2 separate regions of the Callithrix jacchus genome follow, and region 2 is linked to region 1. A link is a contact called in public Hi-C data. All regions are on one chromosome and are shown on one strand. Each heading gives the region's core, a stretch centred on a gene start, on an enhancer-like site or on the middle of the called end of the contact. The rest is flanking DNA. Distances are from core to core; before and after follow the strand shown. Region 1 holds the start of CDAN1 (codanin 1). Region 2 holds the start of TTBK2 (tau tubulin kinase 2).

Region 1 (3,836 bases), core at 739-3,238:
AATAATGAGATATTGGCAGCTGTTAAATCAGATTCAGCCGCAAACCACAATTCTTTCTTGTTGAACAAGACCACTGAGTTAGAATAGATAACTTTAATAATTCTACTTTTCTCTCCCTCTCTTCTCCTCTTTCTGAAATCAGAGAGATGAGAAACTACTCTTTGAAATAACTCCAGAGGTGTTTTATTGTGTCCCTTTCCCCTACGAGCAGCTCCTTTATACAATTTTGCTCAGGCAACCAAGGACATAGAGTATTGGCAGAAACATGGAGTGCTTTTGTATAGGCCACCTGTACATAAAAGTGTAATTATTTATTTAATTTTCCCATTTGTATCATATTAAAGCTTTGTACAGTGTTTTAAGTTCTGTTTTAAAATTATTTTGTATTTTATTTTTATAACCTAGTAATAAAATATTCATTCCGCATGCAAAATCTAGTTCTATGTGTGTGATGGTTTGGATTTCAAAAGTGGAACTATTATTTTTCTAATTTAATAAAGTTATTGAATACACCAGAGGTTACAAGATCAACTGGGAGCAGACAGTGTTACTGTAAATGCAGTACCACATCCAGAGGTTCCCAAAAAAAAGCAGCCCAGTACTGAATAGAAACTAAGTGTTCATTGTCCCTGCAGGTGAAAACCGGGGTTTGAGGATATTAGGAGATGTTTCCCTGTAATAAAATTAAAATACTAAAAAGCCCCCTTTTAGTCCATTATTCTGGCTGGAGGTACTTTTTCCTTCTCCGTAGGAAACAACCCTTCTACCACTAGAGAAATTCCTGCACCCCACCCTCATCTTTTTGCCTGTAACCTTCCTTTGAATCAGAGGAACTCTCAGGAGGCATTCACAAGGGCACTGCCTCACCGCCCTTGGTTTGGTTTCACCTGGAATGATAGTGCCATCTGTTTTTGTCTGCCTGGATTCCCTTACTTGATTTCTCACTGAGCAGCAACATCTAAAATGCTCTCTCGTGTTTCTTTAAATAAAGGAGATTAAGGAATTACTCAGGCTGGGCATGGTGGCTTATGCCTGTAATCCCAGTACTTTGGATCTGCCGCCCGCTCCCCGCCAAAACATTAGCTGGAAATAGCCCCCTACGGGGGCTGAGGCAGGAGGATGGCTTGAGCCCAGGAGGCGGAGGCTGCAGTGAGCCTCGCTGACGCCATTGCATTCCAGCCTGGGCAACAGAGCAAGACCCTGTCTCAAAAAAAAAAAAAAAAAAGCAAAACAAAACCTTGAGCTCCCAGAAGCTAATCATATGCTTACTGACATCTAAACTGCAAAGTAGTTGAAATATTAACCTCATATAAATCCATTTAAGTAAATAAAGCTACAAACAAGCAATTATGTGTGCACGGTGGCTGGAGGCACTTTAAGGGTTGTGGCCTGGGGATTATTAAAAACCTCCTAGAAGTAATTAATTGTCTTCAATGGTCAATTAGCTGATGGTGAGCGCTGAAAAGCCGATGAGTACTGCTCGGCCAAGGGATTTTAAAATTGGCTTTTGAGAAAAACGTCAAAATGAAAGATTAGATTAACTTTATAATTTCTCTGGGGTGGTGCCAGTTGGACCTGGAAAACTTAAACTCTTGGAAGAATGTGCTTAGAGCAGAAGATAGGCTGGTGGCTGGCTCTGTTCTCCTCCACCTATCTCTCTCCCGGATTCTGCGTCTCCTCAGAGGGGCGTCTGTTCCGCGGCAATCCCACTCCCAGCTCGAATCCCTTCCTCAGATCGCTCATCGGGCCAGAACAGGGAGCCAAGGCGGGCCTCACCACCGGTTGTGAGCTGCACTTCACCTCCCAACAATCGGCCTGTTGGCGGGGGCTGAGGACCCAACGAGGCCTTGACCGGAGCTGGGCAATAGCCGGCTCCGTCCCGCCCCGCTGGCCCTGCCCCTCCCTGCCCCGCGAAACCAACTGTCGTTCCCCGCCGCTGGCCCCGCCCATCCCTGGCCGCCCTTGGCGCGCCTGCGCCTGCGCAGTCGCCCTACAGCGCCCAGACCGGGATGGCGGCGGTTTTGGAGTCGCTGCTGCGAGAAGAGGTGTCGGTCGCAGCCGTCGTGCGGTGGATCGCACGCAGCACCCAGGGTTCGAAGGTAACAGCGCTGACACGCCCCCAAGCCTGACCCGAAGCCGGTTCCCGCGGTGGAGTCCAGCCCTCCAGTTCCCTTCCTCTAGGACGCCTGACTACCAGCCGGGCCAGTGCACTCCAACTGGGCGCCGCTGCCTGGGCCGCCCACCGGAGGCGCGCCCAGCGACCCAGGCAGCTGACGGCCCCTGGCCGGCGGCTGACCCTCTCGCCCCTTGACCTGTGCTTCTGCCCTAGGATAACCCCGGGGAGGCGGCCGCACTGAGCTCACTCCGGCCCCTGCGGAAAGAATTCGTACCGTTCCTGTTGAATTTCCTGAGGGAGCAGAGCAGCCGCGTCCTCCCGCAGGGGCCTCCGACCCCCGCCAAGGCCTCGGGCGCCTCGGCAGCCTTGCCAGGGAGGCCGGGAGGCCCGCCGCGGGGCAGCCGCGGGGCGCGCAGCCAGCTTTTCCCTCCGACCGAGGCCTTGAGCACCGCCGCCGAGTCCCCTGTGGCCCGCCGCGGGGGCAGGAGGCGGGTCCCGGGGCCGGCCCGGGAGCGTGGAGGCCGCAGCCTGGAGGAGGGGGTCAGCGTGGAGAGCCTGCCCGGAGCCGGGAGCCGGAGGCTTAGAGGCTCTGGCAGCCCCAGCCGCCCCAGCCTCACGCTCTCTGATCCACCAAACCTCAGCAACCTGGAGGAGTTCCCTCCAGTAGGCTCCGTTCCCCCTGGCCCTACAGGGTGAGACTCAGCTCTCATACAGCTCTCATACGAAGGCTCTGGGGAGTCAGTCATTCAGGGCTCGGCGCTCCGCAGTGTATAGCGCGAGGATGGTTAGAAGGTTGGGGGTGATGGTGAGGGTTTTTGTGGGGTTTTTTTTTTTTTTTTTTTTGCAAGAGATCTAGCTGTTGCGGTGGTGGAGGGGAGATGTTTGAAGATAGGAATTTGAGAAAAACCTGTGGCTACTCAGCAGGACGAAGCCTTCTCGCAGGATCAACCCAACTCCGGTGAGCGAAGAGCGGTCACTCTCCAAGCCCAAGACCTGCTTCACCTCACCCCCAATCAGCTGTGTCCCCAGTTCCCAACCCTCAGCCCTGGACACTCGCCCTTGGGGCCTTGGCCTTCCCCCAGGGTGCAGAAGTCTGCAAGAGGAGCGGGAGATGCTCAGGAAGGAGCGGTATGGCCTGGCCGCTCCTGGGGATGTCGGTTTCCTCCATGTGGGGATCTTCAGGGCTTTTCCCTGAAAATGATTTCCCTCTTGGGGACTCTGGGTTTGTCTCTTGGGCTGTTGGTATCTTCTCTGGAGGGACCTGAGTGTGGCTGCGGCAGGGAAGCCAAGCTGACTGCTGATGAAATTTCTTTATCCTTATAGCTCTAAGCAGCTGCAGCAGTCACCTACCCCAACCTGTCCTACCCCAGAATTGGGGTCGCCCCTCCTCAACTGGACAGGAGGCCTCACAGATGAACTTGCGGACCCTGCCAGAGTGTCTTCCCGCCAGCGCCTGGAGCTGGTAGCCCTTGTTTACTCCTCGTGCATTGCGGGTGAGTGAGAGCATAGGGAGATGGAGTGGAGATACTTGTAGAATTGCTGGGTAAGAGAATTGATAAGGCACGTGGAACTGAGCCTTGGCTGTGAATGGTGCCCCATACCATGGGATTTCTTTTTGTATCTATCTAGAGAACCTCGTACCAAACCTCTTCTTGGAGCTTTTCTTCGTCTTTCAGCTCCTCACTGCCCGGAGGATGGTGACTGCCAAGGACAATGACTT
Region 2 (3,836 bases), core at 723-3,222, 180 kb before region 1:
GCAACAAGAGCAAAACTCTGTGTCAAAAAAAAATTTTTTATTCCTGAGTAGAGACAAGGTCTTGCTATGTTGCCTAGGCTGGTCTTCAACTCTCCTTGGTTCGACTGATCCTCCTACCTCAGCCTCCCAAATAGCTAAGACTACAGAGGCATGCCACAATGCCCAGCTAATTAAAAAAAAGAATTAAATCCATGTTTCCATGATAATTTTTTTTTTTTTGGTAGAGAAGGAATCTCCTTATGTCTCCTTATGTTGCTCAGTCTGGTCTTGAACTCCTGGACTCAAGTGATCCTCCCACCTCAGCCTCTCAAAGTGCTGGGATTATAGATATTAGCCACTGTGCCTGGTCCCTATAAACTTCTTTAAAGAAAAATATTTAAAGAAACCCTTATATTTTCTTATTCAAATTACATGATTGTCCAATACTCTGAAATGAGTGAAATATTCTATTAGACATAGTAGTGGAAAAAGAAACTTGTGGTTTTAATCAGTAGAAATAAAAAACGATTTGGCAACATCTTTATGTTTGCACAGGACAAGATGACCTGCATCATCGCTTGCCTTTAATGTACATTTTGTCCTGCTTTTGTTCTAAGGGTCTGGACATGACAGACAATAGAGACACCTGCTGTTTTTCAAAGAATGTCAAGAGGCTATGGTACTTCCTGAACAAGAAGAAACAGATTCTACAGGAACAGTTCCAAGACTGAATATAGGATTAATCATTTACCTTTCTATATTCTTAATCAGCTTTAATGACAATGCCACTTGAGTGAAGAAAAGGATTTAAAGTAAAACGAAGTTCATAATTCATTGCATTCTTTCCATCCATGGCAAACTCCTGGGGGTCACTGTGATTCTTAAGTAGAAAGGACATAAGATGTGGGGGGTGTATGAGAGATCTGAGTTTTGGTTTTGTCACTAGTTTTATAACCTTAGGAAAGCTGTTTAGCCGTTTTAATGGGTTTATTCTACTGTACATTGGTGGGCAAAGATGGGAGAGGCGCTTAATCTTAAGGTTTTCCTTCACCAAAGCGGCTGACACAATCAACACTAAATAGAAACATATTTTGCACAGCGTCCTTGCTCCTCCCTCCTCGCTTTTCTTTGAAAGTCTTTATGGACCTCCCGTATACTCTTGCTAAGCATTTCTTACTAGTCTGCATCGGGGCTACTCATTGAATCTTTAGCTAGCGGTGTTTCACAAAGGGAATGAAATCTTGTTCTTGGGTTGTGAAGTCGTAAGGACACGACGGTCTCCAGGCTGACATTCGTTTATAGAAGTGCCCATTTCCTTTCCTCGTCACACCTAAGGCCCTTCCCGGGTCCCACAAAGATGATTCGCTTCATGTTAGGCGGTTCTGGGGACTGCGCCAATTTGCAGGATCCTGGCAGCGCTGGTGCTGAGGAAGAGGATGGATCCTTAAGGCTTGCAGGGCCTCACCATTTGGGCCCTTCATCGCGACTGCCTCAGTATGTAATTTCGTATCGTGACAAAGCATTTCCGATTTTATTCCGAAAAGCCCAACCCTGGGGTCACAACCATGCCTCTATAACCAATTTAACTGTCGAGCTAGAACACCTCTGTGCGCCAACTACTTGTCTAGGAAGCCCTACTTCTCCCCTCGGGACAGGCGGGGAGTTGAGGCTATGGCTGGAACTACGAGGCCCAGAATTCCTATGCGCATGCGCACTGCCATTATGCTGCTCCTTTCCCGGTAACTCGCCCTCTCAGGCAAACCTGAAGATAGCGGCAATACTCCGGTGGGGGGCGGAGACGGTTTCTACCCGATTCTCCGCCCCCTTTTTGATAGGCAATGGGGCTAGCCAACCGACGCTGCGAGTTCGGAAAGCACTCTCCAATCAGCACCTGTAGCGGAGAGGTGGGCGTGCGCGCTGGCAGGGCAGGTGGGCTAGGCTGTGTCGGGTTACGAGGGGGGAGAATAACGTCGGGTCGGGTCAGCGGGCGCTGCAGTAGTCGCCGCAGCGGCGATGGGAGCGGTGGGGACCAGGCGGCGGCGGCGGCGGCAGGAGGGGGAACAGGTGCTGGCACAAGAGCAGAGGCTGGGGGGAGCCGGCAGTAGCAGCCGCCGCCGCCAGTAAACGCGGACCGTACCCTAAGGGACTACCCAGCCGGCTGGCCCTGGAAGCCGCGCTCGGGTCCCGCCGCAGTCGGCGGCGGGGGATGGGCAGGCAGTGGCGGTCCCGTCCGCCGAGGGTTAATCCCCTCCGGTCCCGGTCCTAAGCTGGACCAGAGTCCTCCGCCAGAACCCCCGCGTCCGCCACGGCCCAGGTAGGACACACCCCCCGACCCCCCAGGGCGCCGCCCTCCCCTAGTACAGACCCCCTCCTCTGGCCGCACCCCTCGCCGAATGACCGAGCCTGCTGAGGAGGGGAAGGGTACCGGCGACTCTCAGGTCGCTGCAAGTTCCGGGCTTCTGCCAGACCCCGTCACTCTTCACCCCGGAGATCGTTCTGGTTCTGTCCCATTTCCCCGGAGGCTGTTGCCCAGCTTTGCCCGAGGCTTTGGGTGTCTTCACTGAACTTGGAGGGTCATGGAGCTTCGTTCTGCGTCTGTCTCTGTGGGTGACCCACATATCACTTGTATTCATGCCACTTCTGGTACGAGCACCGAACACGGATTCCTAGGAAATCTGAGCGCTTGTTTCCCACCCCGCCTCCCCAACTATAATGGAAAGGAACATGGAACTGTAGAATCTGTTTGCTGTGTTGTAACGACAGTGAAGGCCGCGACTTTCTTGTACTTTAGGGTGCTGAAGTAATGACCTGAGGGATTTACTTGTCATTTGCTTTGACAGAGATGATGTTGACACCCTGGGATGCTGTGGGAGGGACAAAAGACCCGCGTATATGTTCTGTCAAGTCAGAGAAGTAAATAATCCATTGGAATGCCAGGATACTTTATCCTACAGTGAAGTTAATTTTGTTTCCGTCGGGGCTACGGTAGAGGTAAAAATGACATTGAGTTGTACTTTGCTTTGAATTAAAGTTGATGGGTAGCAGCAATTCTGGTATTAACTCTTCTCTCCCATCGCTTTAGAAATTGTTCTTTGTTTGAACATTAGAGAGGACAGTTTTATTATACGCTTTTAACAATGTGAAGATGTTTTGTTATTCAGTAGAAACTGAGTTTGTGGGGGGGGAGGGTCATGAATGGGCACATGTAGACACACATACACACACACAGAGGGAGGATCCACTCAGTGTGTTTTGTTACAATGTTTGGTTCTGAGCCATTGATAACAGTTGCATTGGTATCTAAATTCTGATTTGCCACAATATACCACAAAGATATGTTGACTGTATTTTTGGCTAAATGGAATAGAATAACGTTCATTTGGGGGTAGAAGGGGGAAGTGATTTTAACTTATCGAGGGAATTGAATGCTAATTATTGCTGCTTTTTTCCTTTTTTTTTTTTAAATAAAGAAGCAGTAACGATGACAAATACAGCTTAATAGGACTAATGGAGGCATTTATCTGAAGTCAAAAACTGTTTCAAATAATATGTGTGTGGTATATTGTGATCTATGCAAATTGAAGACATATTGAAGGAAATCTTTGATTTAGAAGCTTATGTTTTCCTATATGGTAAGATTTTATCATGACACCGAAAGGGACATTTGAAACATGATTATAAAGGAAAATTTCTCTAACATTTTTCTTTTATTATAGAATGTTAGGAAATGTTTTTTCCCTCTTCCAGTTTTAGATATACAAGAAATTAAAGTCCATAACTTCATTAATTTAATATATAATATCAAGTTGATGCAAATTTGCACATTGGTAGGGGGCTGACTGAGAATAATGTATCTT

What was found. Hi-C and Micro-C count contacts between places; a contact is called where the count stands out from the background.
Region 2: a Hi-C map of skeletal muscle shows a contact between it and region 1, with 3 times the contacts expected there. The contact joins the promoter of TTBK2 here to the promoter of CDAN1 in region 1. A contact is called at or near these places in 2 of 3 Hi-C or Micro-C datasets (induced pluripotent stem cells and skeletal muscle).

What each region holds. Positions count from the first base shown.
Region 1 is chr8:30,495,445-30,499,280 of calJac240_pri, reverse strand. CDAN1 (codanin 1) reads left to right here and starts at 1,988. Exons shown (of 27, transcript XR_013520889.1): 1 at 1,988-2,099; 2 at 2,330-2,808; 3 at 3,038-3,244; 4 at 3,440-3,609; 5 at 3,746-3,836.
Region 2 is chr8:30,671,101-30,674,936 of calJac240_pri, reverse strand. It overlaps TTBK2 (tau tubulin kinase 2), which reads left to right and starts at 1,972. Exons shown (of 14, transcript XM_078334051.1): 1 at 1,972-2,293.